3 separate regions of the Sus scrofa genome follow, and all the other regions are linked to region 3. A link is a contact called in public Hi-C and HiChIP or PLAC-seq data. All regions are on one chromosome and are shown on one strand. The core of a region is the stretch at or near the end of the contact, and the rest is flanking DNA. Distances in the headings are between cores, read along the strand shown.

Region 1 (3,964 bases), core at 418-2,917, 81 kb before region 3:
ACGAGGGTCCGGTCTGGGTGCCCTTCTCCAGTCTTCAAGCCTCGGCTCCTGAGCCCCCCTTACCCTGCATCACGTGTCCCACAGTGGGCGGCGGCCCACCAACATCACCTGTCTCATTCACTTCTGCATCTATCCCCCCCCCAAACCCTCTCCTCCACGGCTCGACCCACCACCCATAGACACAGTACGACGAGGAGGTACAGAATAAACAAATGCATCTACATACACACTTGAACCCTGGAAGCAATGCTTCCCTTCCTTCTCTCCTTCACCAAAGCCTCCCCAGGGCTGTCCTTGGGGGGCACAGGTGGAACAGAAACACAAAGACTCCAGACGCTGCCAGGCTCCGGGTGGGGGTGGGGCGGGGAGCCCTGTCTGAGAGGCTGTCCACAGATGGGCCAGGACCATGACTCTCGTGTCTAATCTGCAGATGAGACGGAGGTACAAGGAATGGCAGGCGCCAGATTAACTTGCACTCGGTGTTTGATGAATGAGTGAATGAGTGAGTAAGTGAATGAATGAATGAATGAATGAATGGAAGAGGTTCCAGGGCCCAGTGGCAGAGGAAGTCAACCGCTCTAGGGTCTGAATAAATTGTCCCATGGAGCCTCACTGGGCAGCCAGGGGCAAGAAGGGGCCCATTTCACACCCTGGAGCAGCCCCTCAGGGCTGCCTGTCCGTTGGACCTTAGGAGTCGGCTCTCAGCCTCCCTGCGCAAGGGTGGACGGGAGTGTGCTAAGACACACACCCGCAGAGGCAAGTCTGTGTTCTACTAAGGGAAGGGTTATAGCCACTCATCCGACCTCTGCTAACCTTGGGTCTCCTCTGTGCCAGGCACTGTGCTAGTGCCCTGAGGCAAGATGGGGGAATCAGAGAGCTAGGGCTCACTGTTCTCTGAGCCAGGGGGCCCCACAGAGGGAACACGGCCTCAAGGCCTCACGGGGAGTTGGGGGGTGCTGATCAGGGTGCCTGTTGGAGAGTCCAGTGCCAGGAAGGCTCGGGATCCCTGAGGAGGGCTCGGTGTCCCCTCAAAGAGTCAAGGTTCTGGGGGCCTCGGGCTCCGGTCCGGAGCCCTGTGGGGCGGGGCTCGGACCGGGCCCTGGGACCGGCATGCGGGGCGGGCTCAGGGACCCAGGGGGCGGGATCCAAAGGCCAAATGGGGGAGGGGCGCCCTGGGTGGAGGGGTCTCAGCGTCCCGCGAGGCGCCGGGGGCCCGCGGGAGGGTCGGCGTCTGGGTCTCCGGGGGCGGCGCCTGCCGCCGCCCGGGCTCCGCGTCACTGAGGGGGGCGGGGGTCCCCAGCTCCAGCCCGCGCCGCCCTGCGCCCCGGCCGCCCTCCCTCCCGGCACTCACAGCAGGTCGGGCCGGTGCCGGTGCAGGATGGCGCAGAAGGCCAGGCCGTCCCGGAAGGAGCTGCTCAGGTCGCGGATGTCCACGCCGCGGTAGCCCTCGCACTGGCGGCGGCACCAGGCCAGCAGCGCGCCCCGCGGCCCCGCCATGAGCCGCGCGGGGCTGGGACCCGGCTCCGGGCTCGGCCGGGACGGGGCTTCACCCTGGGGCTGGTTTCCGGCTGCAGCTGCGGCTCCGGCGAGGCCTTGCCCGGCGCCTCTCCGAGCTCCGGGCGCGACCCGCAGGCGACCGGCGCGGGGCGGGGAGGAGGCGGGGCTGCGGCCTCGGAGTCCTCGCACGGGCTCCTGCGCTGGGTCCCGGCTCGGCTGCCTGCTGCCCGCCCGGCCCTGCCCGGACCTGCCCGAGCAGCCGCCGCCCGCGTGGCCCGGCCCGGCCGGCCGCCGCCTACTCACCGCCGCCCGCTCCCCTGGCTGTGGGCCGGCCGCGGGCGCGGGCGTCCCGCTGGTCTTGGTCCCCGCCCGCCGCCGCCGCCGCCGCCGCCACGGCGGGGGAGCGGGGAGGGGGCGGGGCCTGGCGCCCCACCCAGCGGCGGCCCCGCCCCCCAGAGCCGACCCCCGCCTCGCCCGCCCAGCACCCCACCGCCCCTCTCCGCGGCGATCCCGTTCACCCCCTCCCCACCGTGGACCCTCAAAGAACTCTGGGATGTCCCCGAACCCCTCACTCAGCGCCAACGAGCCCCTCCCCACAATGACTTCCTCCCCCTCCACCACGCTGCCCACCGGGAATTCTCCTTTTGCTGCCATCCTGAGTGCTTCCCTCTCTTTGACCCAAGGACCTGCAAATCCCCCACGCTCCCCTGGCCTGAAACTTTGGGGAGGCGCTCCCCCGGACTCAGGCCAGTCCGGCAGTTCCCCTGCGGACCCCAAAACACCCCCAGATGACCTCTAGCTTCCCTCATCCTGTCTCACTGCTCCAGAACCCCCCTGACCTCAAGGTCTCTCCCCCGCGCCGGGAATCTGACAGGGAGGCGCCAAGCTCCCACCCCACCCCAGCACTGTCAGTCCAGGTGTCCCCTCAGGGATGTATCTCGCTGATCAAGAGTCCTGCCGAGTTCTCCTCACCCCCTGTGTTGGCTCGAGGATCTCCCCCCTCCCCACGGGGCATCCTGATTAGAGTGGTGGTGGCTTGGGTTCCCACGGCAAGGACCTATAGGAAGCATTGGGTGCCTGATCTTGGAATCTCTCCAGCCTCATTCTCCTGCTCCGCCATTAAGACCTGGGTCAGCCACCCTCCCCAGGGGCCTCGCCTGATCTCCAGGAGATGAATCAGCTTCCACTAGGCTGCCGTGGCGGTGACATCACTCTGAGCAGTGCAAGAGTCGGCTGGGATGAGTCTGTCATACCACCCCCCAAAGAAAGGAGCAGGGTCCTAGTCGTCTCTGTCAGCCTTCAGCCCTCAGAGGAGTGGAAAGAGCAGGGGGTTGGGAGTCATATGGACCCAGCTTCCAAGCCTGGCTTTTCCCACTCACTCAGCTCTGCGATCTTGTGCCTCCATGAACCTCAGTTTCCAAGTCTTTTTTTTTTTCTTTTTTTTTTTTTATGGTTTTAAGGGTTCCCTGGCAGCTCAGCAGGTTCAGGATCTGGCGTTGTCACTGCTGCTGCTCCAGTCACCGCCGTGGAGTGTGTTTGATCCCTGACCTGGGAACTTCCACATGCCACAGGCACAGCCAAAAAACAACAGCAAAAACAACAGAAAATAAATGCCTTTAGGAGTTCCTGTTGTGGCTCAGCAGAAACGAATCTGACTAGTATCCATGAGGATGCAAGTTTAATCTCTGGCCTGACTCAGTGGGCTAAGGATCCTGTGTTGCCATGAGGTATATATAGGTCACAGGCAAGGCTCGGATCTGGTATTGCTGTGGCCGTGGCATAAGCCAGTGGCTACAGCTCTGATTCAGCCCCTAGCATGAGAACCTCCATATGCCGCCAGTGTGGCCCTAAAAAGACCAAAAACAACAACAACAAAAAAAGCCTTTAATAGTTATTGTGCATCCTGTAAATTTTTTTTTTTTCTTTTTTTGGCCCCACCCATGGCATGCAGAAGTTCCAGGGCCAGGGATCGAACCTTCACCACAGCAGAAACCCAAGCCACACACTGACAACTCTGGATCCTTAATCTGCTGAGCCACCAGCCACCCCATCCACATCTTAAAAAGGGGATAATTCCTGCTTTACAAAGTGGCTGAGAAGAGTAAGATATACCTCACCATTAGTCATCACTCATAAATTCTAACTATTGATACCTAGTTCCTGATAATTATGTGGTAAAATAGATAGAAAACATTTTGTCACTAGGCTGTCCCCTAGACTTTTTTTTTTTTTTTTTTTTTTTTTACTTTTTGCTTTTTTTAGGGTTGCACCCGAGGCATATGGAGGTTCCCAGGCTAGGGGTGCAATCAGAGCTGAGCTGCAGCTGCCGGCCTACACCACAGCCACAGCAACGGCAGATCCGAGCTCCGTTTGTGACCTACATACACCACAGCTCATGGCAACACCGGCTGCTTAACCCACTGAGCAAGACCAGGGATCAAATTGAACCTGCATCTTCGTGGATGCT
Region 2 (4,050 bases), core at 492-2,991, 120 kb before region 3:
ATAAATATGCACTTACTGAGTAAATCATTTTATAATAATAATTTATTAAGTCATTTGATGTCCTCAACTTACTAAAACAAAGCTTCCTTTTCTTTTCTTTTGGTTTTGTCTTTTCTAGGGCCACACCCGCGGCACGTGGAAGTTCCCAGGCTAGGAGTTTAATCAGAGCTGTAGCCACCAGCCTACACCAGAGCCACAGCAATGCCAGAGCCAAGCCGCATCTGTGACCTACACCACAGCTCATGGCAACGCCGGATCCTTAACCCACTGAGCAAGGCCAGGGATCAAACCTGCAACCTCATGGTTCCTAGTCAGATTCGTTAACCACTGAGCCATGACAGGAACGCCAAAGCTTCCTTTTCTATTCCCTCCAGAGCCCTATTTCCATGCCCCCCTGTGGGAGAAAAATTCATGAAAGAGTCGTCCATCTTCGCCATTTCCAATTCTTCTCCTCACATTCTGTCATCATCTCACTCCCAAAGACTTTCAGCTCCTTGGCTCCACCAAAACCACTCCTTTCAAGTTCATCAATGATTTGCACGTTGCTAAATCCACTGGTCTATTCTTGTTCTCATTTAGCCTGATCTGTCAGGTGGCACACCGAATCACTCCCTCTCACTCAAAACACTCTCCACTGGAGTTCCCGCTGCGGCGCAACAGGACTGGCAGCATCTCTGGAGCACTGGGACACAGGTTCGAGCCCTGGCCCGGCACAGTGGGTTAAGGATCCAGCACTGCTGCAGCTGTGCCATAGGTCACAACTGTGGCTCGGACCTGATCCCAGGCCCAGGAACTCCAGATGCCACAAGGGCGACCAAGAAAGAAAGAAAGAAAAGGACACCTCGCGGTCTTGGTGTTCCCCCGCCTCACAGTGGCTCTTTCTCAGCTTCTCTTCCCTCCAGGCACTCCACAGTTAGGATGCTCTGACGCTCATTCATCTCCTCTTCTCTACTGACCACCCACCCCCCTGCCGCCTCCCCATGATCGCCCCCTCTCTTAGCTTTGACTAATACTCTTATGCTAAAGACGCCTCTATTTTTGTCTCTCCTCCACACATTCAGGGAATCTTTCCGGTTCTAGCTTCAAAATAAACCCAGAAATCAAAACCACTTCTCACTACCTCTACTACGATTACCTAGTACAAGTCACTCCTTTTTTTTTCCTGGATTACCGCAAGCCTCCCAGACTTTTACCACCTCAAGTCTCCCCAGACCCTCCGCTGGGTTTCTTTTACATACTTCGTGCAATTCACACGACCCCTGCAGTATCCGTCTGTGGGCCTGTCCCCTTTTCTAGAAAGGGCCCCCTACCTGAAGAGCAGGAGCTATGCCTAATTCACCTCAGTAATTCCAAATCAAGAGACAGAGCCCGACTCCGTGAAAGTTTGTGGAAAGATACCACGTTCACTGATTCTCTCCGGATCCTCAAACTGGGGCTTTTCTTGGCCCAGCCTGTGACCAGGTCTAAGCTCCTGGTCCCCCCGCCTTTCCCTTCTTCAGCTCCGCGGGCCCCTCAATACCCCCAGTCCCCTCACGCATTGCCCCTCGGTTAACGGCTCCTTAACCTCCTTTGACCAGGCTCGGCAAAGCTCACTTTGCTCCCGCACTCACTTGTCCTCGTTGTCAGACATGACGCCCGCGCCGCAGCTCCCTGGTTCTGCGCTAAGAGTCGCGCGGAGACCCGCAAACTGCGCGCCTCCGCCACGAGCTGCGCCACGCGCACTCTGCGCCTGCGCTGTGACCTAGAGGCAATTGCTTCCGGGAGGATCGGCAGGGCGATAGTGCGCACGCGCCGAGAAGCTAGAGCTTGTTACCATGGTAGCCAGAGTGTATAACCAGAGCTTGAGCAGCGGAGATCTCAAAAGCATTCCTGCAGGGCTCCGGCGCGGGTGCTCCTTCAGAGCCTAGCGGCCACTCTCAGTGGGCACCCAGCCGGAGTCTTACCTAAGAGTGAGGTTTCCGTTTGGGTCTATCACACAACGGGCAAGGTTACCCTAACGCCCCTTTCCTCCAGAGGTGGCTTCCCTGCCACAGGCGCCGGGTCTGGATGAGGTCTCTGTTCGCATGTGTGTATCTGCCAGTGGATCTGTTCCGGGTGGGAGGATTGGGCACTGTCGCGATATTGATGGGCGGCGTCACGATTCTCTTGCGGGCCCCGCCCCCGCCAGACCCAAACTTTGGGTGGTGTTGGGGATGCGGAAGCAGAGGTTGTATATGGGAGACAGGGGGTGTGTCGTCGCGTTTTTCCCTCCTCAGAGCCCTCCCATGGCTTCCCAGGAGAGGGTGGAGACTGTGACCAAAGGAACTGGCTTCTGGCGCTGCCCCAAGCCGGCCGCTTACACCCCAAGAACCTGCGAGCTGCTCAGAGGTCAGTGGTGGTCGGGCGGGGCGGGGCGGTGGTGTCAGTGCATGAAAGGACAAAAGGAGAGCGGTAGTCACTGTTAACCTCTGTAACTCAGTTCTCACCTGCATGACTTATGGCTTGCAATTGCTGTTTTCATTTTTCAGATAAGAAGCCTGGGGTTCAGGAAAGTTTGGGGGTCCTGCAACTCGAAAGTGGCCAAAAGTCAAAGAACTCACGAATTTTAGAGTAGTTAACTGCTATGCATCCCTTATATCACACTTTTTTTTTTTTGGTTATTCTTTTTTTTTGTAATTGTTATTTCCCCAATACAATTTTTTTTTTCCTACTGTACAGCATGGTGACCCAGTGACACATACTATATCACACTTTCAATTTCTCCAGAGAAGCCTTATTTCCTCCCCACCCACCACCAACACAGTGCAACCAACCGTTAGGTGCCCACACACTCCCAGTGCCTTTTCCTTCACTGGGCTTAGCGTAACCTGTAGTCAGATACCTTGTGTGTCCCTATGAATTCATGTTGAATTAACATCCATCTGCCCTTCTAGTTCATGAACTCCCATCAGGACACGGTGCCTGTTTTGGCTCGCAATTGTAACTCCAGCCCCTGGCACATGCTTAATGACTGCTTGTTCATTCACTCAACAACAACAAAAAAAGATTTTAAGCCCACTGTGAGCTTTTAGACATTGTTCCAGTTGCTGATGATACAGCAGTAAAAAAAAAAAAAAAAAAAGAAAAAGAAAAAAAAATCTTGTGGAGTTCCCTTCGTGGCTCGTGGAAACAAATCTGACTAGCATCCATAAGGACGCAGATTCCATCCCTGGCCTCACTCAGTGGGTTAAGGAGCCAGCATTGCCATGAGCTGTGGTGTAGGTCGCAGACATGGTCGGATCTGGCATTCCTGTGGCTGTGGTGTAGACCAATGGCTACAACTCCGATTCAACCTCTAGCCTGAGAACTTCCATTTGCAGCAGGTGTGGCCCTAAAAAGGCAAAACAGAAAAAAGAAAAAAGACTTGCATCCATGGAGCTAATATTTCAGTAGGAATGTTACAATGATAAATAAGTAAAATATATAGAACTTAGATGGTGATGGGTGCTATAGAAAACAATGAAGCAGGAAAGGAAGAGCGGGAGTACACAGGTACAGAATGGGGTCCAGAGGCAAAACGAGGACATTTGCTCGCAGCCCAGGAGGCCTCACTGAAGTGCTTTGTCTTGCAGCCATGATGAAGGAATCCAAACTGACTAACTTCCAACAGCGCCACATCATGGACACCATGAAAAGTAAGCGGCAGTCCACAGAGGCTTCCTGGGCCGAGGGATTTCTGGACCCTAGGACTCTTTTTGGACGGTCAGGAGGGCCTGCAGCATGTGGAAGATCCTGGGCCAGGGATCAAACCCATGCCTCACAACAACCCAAGCCGCTGCAGTGATAATGCCAGATCCTTAACCCGCTGTGCCACAGGGGAACGCCATGGGCCATATTTTTAATGCTTCTCCATATTAAGAGGTAGGGGACCTCATTTAAAAGACCAAAAAAAAAAAAAAAAAAAAGTGTTCCATAGTGGGTTAAGAATTTGGTATTGAGAGTTCCCGTCGTGGCTCAGTGGTTAACGAATCCGACTAGGAACCGTGAGGTTGCAGGTTCAATCCCTGGCCTTGCTCAGTGGGTTAAGGATCC
Region 3 (3,933 bases), core at 1,305-3,804:
CAGTCATGGCCGAGGATTCTTATGAGCATTAATGAGTGAATATTTGTAATTTCTTAGAGTCGCCCCTGGTACACAGTCATCACTATGACTTTCATGTTTATATAAGTTCATTTTGTAACATTTCCAAAATAAAATTAATCACCAACATATATGGAGCTCTACTTGTGCGAAGCACTGTTTTAAGCATCTTTACCTGTATTAACTCTTTCATATGAGATAATCTCATGAAGTACGATTATCCCCACTTTACCCAAGAAGGCCTGGAGGCGCAGAGAAGGAAAACCCTTCTCCCCAGTAATAGAACCAATACACGGCGGTTCTGGGAACCAAGCTCAGGCAGAATAGCTCCAGGCCATCTCAGTTCCTGCCTGCTGGTCTTCCTTTCCTGAACAGAAACAGGTGTAAGGAGCTCTGCAGGTGGGGCCATGGATGCTCAGAGAGGTAGAGTCTCTCGCCCAAGGCTGCACAGCAAAACAGAAGCCTGAAGCCCACCCTTCTCGTAGACAGCTCTGGGGCTGCGTGGGCCTAGAGTGCTGGGAGGAGCTGAGCCGGCAAAACCAGCCCTGCTGACAGTGGAAGCAAACATCTGGGGTCAGTGCCCAACGCTGGGGACCATCCCCACCGCCCCCGGCCGCTCTGTACCTGGGTCCCACAGATGAATCGGACAGAGCTAAGGCCGGCTCCAAACTCCTCCAGGGCCTGCAGACCTGCCTGGATCACCTCGGGGTGGCTGCTCAGGCCCAGGTAGTTGTTGGCACAGAAGTTAATGATTCCTGAGGTAGAGGACAGGGGACAGACACTGCAGCTCAGGACAAAGAAGGACCTGGAAAGATGTCAGTGCCAGGCCTTGGGAGCTCAGAGAGGAAATGAACCTGGATTCGCCCCTGAGGAGGCAAGAAGCACACAGTTTGATGTGTCCTGGGGCAGAGACCAGGAGGGGGAGCTGGGAGCCCCAGCGAAGCACTGAGTCCAACAGTTACAGGAAAAGGAGGGACAGATAGGGACCCTCACAGCAGCACCTCGGAGGACGAGGAGTTTAAACTCTGGTTTTGCAGCGGAAATTATCACAACATTGTAAACGAGCTCTACTTCAATAAAACTTAAAAAACAAAACAAACAAAAGGACTTTGCACATTCCACCCAAAGCGGAACCGGCCGTTCCTCACTGGCTTCTCCTGTCATTGAAGCTCACCAGCAACCCTTCGTCTGGGCCCTGGTTTCCTCGTGGATGACAGGGGACAGCTGGGTCAGAGGCCCGCCTTGGTCCCCACGCTCCACACGGCTGGCTTTGCTGCCTAGTAGAGAAGCGCATCAGAACCTGACCCTTGAATTATAAAGCCCAAAGCGAGCACAGCTGACCAGAGGAGGCAAGGTTTACTCAGCCTGGGAGAGGCGAAAGCAGGAAAAGAGCCTCGCTCTCCTCATTCCCCATCTTTTGACCAGCTCCAAGCTTCTCTGAGGGCAAGGCAGGGCCTTCCAGGGACCTCTGTTTTATAAACGAGCACAACAGCACCAAGGAGTCCATGCCCATTTCCTGGGCAGATGGCAGGTTTGGGGGTCCGCTTGTCACCAGCACCTCCACCTGGTGGGGCCAGGCACAGACAAGCTGTGGGGTGTGAGACAGAAACAAGGGTGGCCTGGTGGGCCAATTCATGGTGTGACTTCTGCAGCAGCCCTGGAGCCCTTTGCTCACTGTGATTTTGGCCAGTTAGCTGACCTGCTAGTTCCATATGCCAAACCAAACCAAAGCCCAGCTCTGCCTGCAGCTGGCTGGGGCCTTTCCCGCCAGCCACTTCACATCTCTGAGGGTCAGCTTCTTCGTTTGTAAATGGGATTGGTCATCCCCACGTTTTGAAGTTTGCAGAAGTCCAAGTGCAGCAATTAATAGAAGCCTGAACAAAGCAGCGGCTCCAGAAACGCAGAAGTTCATGCTGCCGCCTTCTCACCACCCTCCCTTGAAGCGGAAGAGTGAGAGCCCGCTGGTATCTCTCTATTTTTTTTTCTCACATTCTCACAGCGCTTGATCTCGGGCCAGCCGTGCCCTCTGAATCAAAAAGGGGCTTAAGGGCAAATTACCTCCCTTCGCGTTAACCAGGTTAGAGCTAACCGCGGGAAGCCGAGAAGTCGACAAGTCGGCCTGACAGATGGGGAAGGGTACAGCAGCGACCTGTGCAGGTGCTCCTGCCCGCCCACGGCCTCCAGGACCTCCATTCCAGCCCAAGCCTCAGAACGGCCCTCGAACGCCTGGCCAGGTCTGACGATTCCCAGCAGGAGCGGGGTCCATTACCTCCCGAGACGCCGTCCACGTGTATGCGCGGCCCCTGACGGGACGTGATGACCCGCTCGCTTTTCCAGGTGCCAGCCTCGCGGATGCCTTCCAGCTCCTCCTCCAGAATGCCACGCAGCTGAGCCAGCGCTGACTGCGGGCGACAGCCGCGGGGGGCCCGGGAGAGGGCAGCGCAGAGGATGCGGCCGGCCCACATCGCGTCCACCTCGCCGGAGCGCGCCTGCCCGCTGCGGGCTGTACGCACGGAGACCCCCGCCTGATCACGTGGCGGGGGCTGGGCCCCGACAGCCAATCAGAGCGAGGGGCCCCCGCTACTGGGGCAGGGGAGGCGGACCCAGGGATGGGCGGGCGGGGCCTGGCGGGATCCGCAGTGGACGAAAGTGGATTGGTCTGTAAATTGAGACTGGAGCTGTCCTCAAAGGGGGAGGGGAAGTGACGGGGCGGAGGAACGCGCGTCCGGGCCTCCAGACCCCCACCCATCCCCTGCCTGCACACTTAGCACTCGGAAGGTTAAGGGGATGCCCTACGGGCGCGGGAGGCAGGCGCCGGGAAGCGGGCTGAAGCACATTCTGTACGCTCTAGCCCCAGGGTTGCCCCGGTTCTGTCGAGCTCTTGGAACCCTCCCCCATTCTCAGGTGCAAACGCCCCCGAGATTTCCCCCACTCCTTGCCCATCCGATTGCTACGCATTCTCCTCCAGGCTTGGAAGTGAAGAAAAACACACTGCACGGGCTTTTTCCTTTTTTTTTTTTTTCAATTTTATTTTAAAGTTTCAAAATTACAAAGACAGCAAATTCTTCCCGGCACAAATAACACTTGTTTAAAAAGTAAAAGGGGGTTGGGATGGTGGGGGGGGGAGGGGAAGGACGCACAATTGCGCGTTTTCCCATTTTATTACAAAAAAGGGAAAGACTGTACAGGTTTTTTCTCCCAGCTCCCGGGTGTGAAACGTTAAGTCCTAGCCCTAGATTGTATATATACATATACACACATACACACAGACCTAGCTCTGTAAAACTACTTAGCAATTCAAAGTCAACTGCAGTATGTCTCACTGTCCACTCCCCGCCCCCCTCCTCCCCCATCTACAACTACTCATAAAAGACTCAGAAGTAAAGAGGTCAGGAGGTTTTTAAGTGGCGGGTGGCAGGGCTGGAGCCCCGGCCGACCACCTGGCAAAGCCATCTCTTGTACAGGAGGAACCAAAAATCAGGCGAAAAGGAAAAAAGGTCCTCCTAGGATGCAATCCGATGGTGTGGAAAAAAACCAAGTTTTAACAGGGCACTCTGAGGCACTTGGCTGACCCACTCCCCACCCTTCCCCCAAAGCTTCCTCTGCTGTTTCACAGGAGACCTTCGGAAGCCACAGAGGTCTCCCAATAGCTAGTCTCCAGCTGATTCTGAGAAGCCACAATTTCTAGGACCAGCTGTCATTTTGACCTCCTCCCCTCACCTAGGACAATAGGGAGGCTACAGGGGCAAAGGAACAGAAGTGAGAAGGAAACTGGATGTGGATGCCCCACTGCTCACCACTGGGAGGTGCAAATCAGCCCAGACAGGGTTTTTTGTTTTTTTTTTTCCCCTGCTCCCTCCTTTGCCGTCCCACTGATGCCACCTCTCTCCTCTCCGCTAACGTTCTGCAACTCAC

The links. Hi-C and Micro-C count contacts between places; a contact is called where the count stands out from the background. HiChIP or PLAC-seq counts read pairs in DNA pulled down with a chosen protein or histone mark.
Region 1: an H3K27ac HiChIP or PLAC-seq map of alveolar macrophages shows a contact between it and region 3. The contact joins the promoter of MICALL1 here to the promoter of GCAT in region 3. A contact is called at or near these places in 1 of 47 Hi-C or Micro-C datasets (embryonic fibroblasts) and 2 of 2 datasets of contacts at active chromatin or transcription factors (alveolar macrophages and skeletal muscle).
Region 2: a contact with region 3 is called in a Hi-C map of skeletal muscle, with 3 times the contacts expected there. The contact joins the promoter of POLR2F here to the promoter of GCAT in region 3. A contact is called at or near these places in 2 of 5 promoter capture datasets (fetal liver and liver), 15 of 47 Hi-C or Micro-C datasets (alveolar macrophages, blood, embryonic fibroblasts and 7 more) and 2 of 2 datasets of contacts at active chromatin or transcription factors (alveolar macrophages and skeletal muscle).

Annotation. Positions count from the first base shown.
Region 1 is chr5:9,955,331-9,959,294 of Sscrofa11.1, forward strand. It overlaps MICALL1 (MICAL-like protein 1), which reads right to left and starts at 1,668. Exons shown (of 16, transcript XM_021091499.1): 1 at 1,352-1,668. The coding sequence starts at 1,497.
Region 2 is chr5:9,915,980-9,920,029 of Sscrofa11.1, forward strand. POLR2F (DNA-directed RNA polymerases I, II, and III subunit RPABC2) reads right to left here and starts at 1,742. Exons shown (of 5, transcript XM_003481541.3): 1 at 1,611-1,742. The coding sequence starts at 1,630. C5H22orf23 (UPF0193 protein EVG1) reads left to right here and starts at 1,807. Exons shown (of 7, transcript XM_003481544.4): 1 at 1,807-2,065; 2 at 2,256-2,367; 3 at 3,591-3,653. The coding sequence starts at 2,265.
Region 3 is chr5:10,035,925-10,039,857 of Sscrofa11.1, forward strand. It overlaps GCAT (2-amino-3-ketobutyrate coenzyme A ligase, mitochondrial), which reads right to left and starts at 2,555. Exons shown (of 9, transcript XM_013997525.2): 1 at 2,288-2,555; 2 at 643-773. The coding sequence starts at 2,483. It overlaps LOC100510904 (histone H1.0), which reads right to left. Exons shown (of 1, transcript XM_003126037.4): 1 at 3,020-3,933.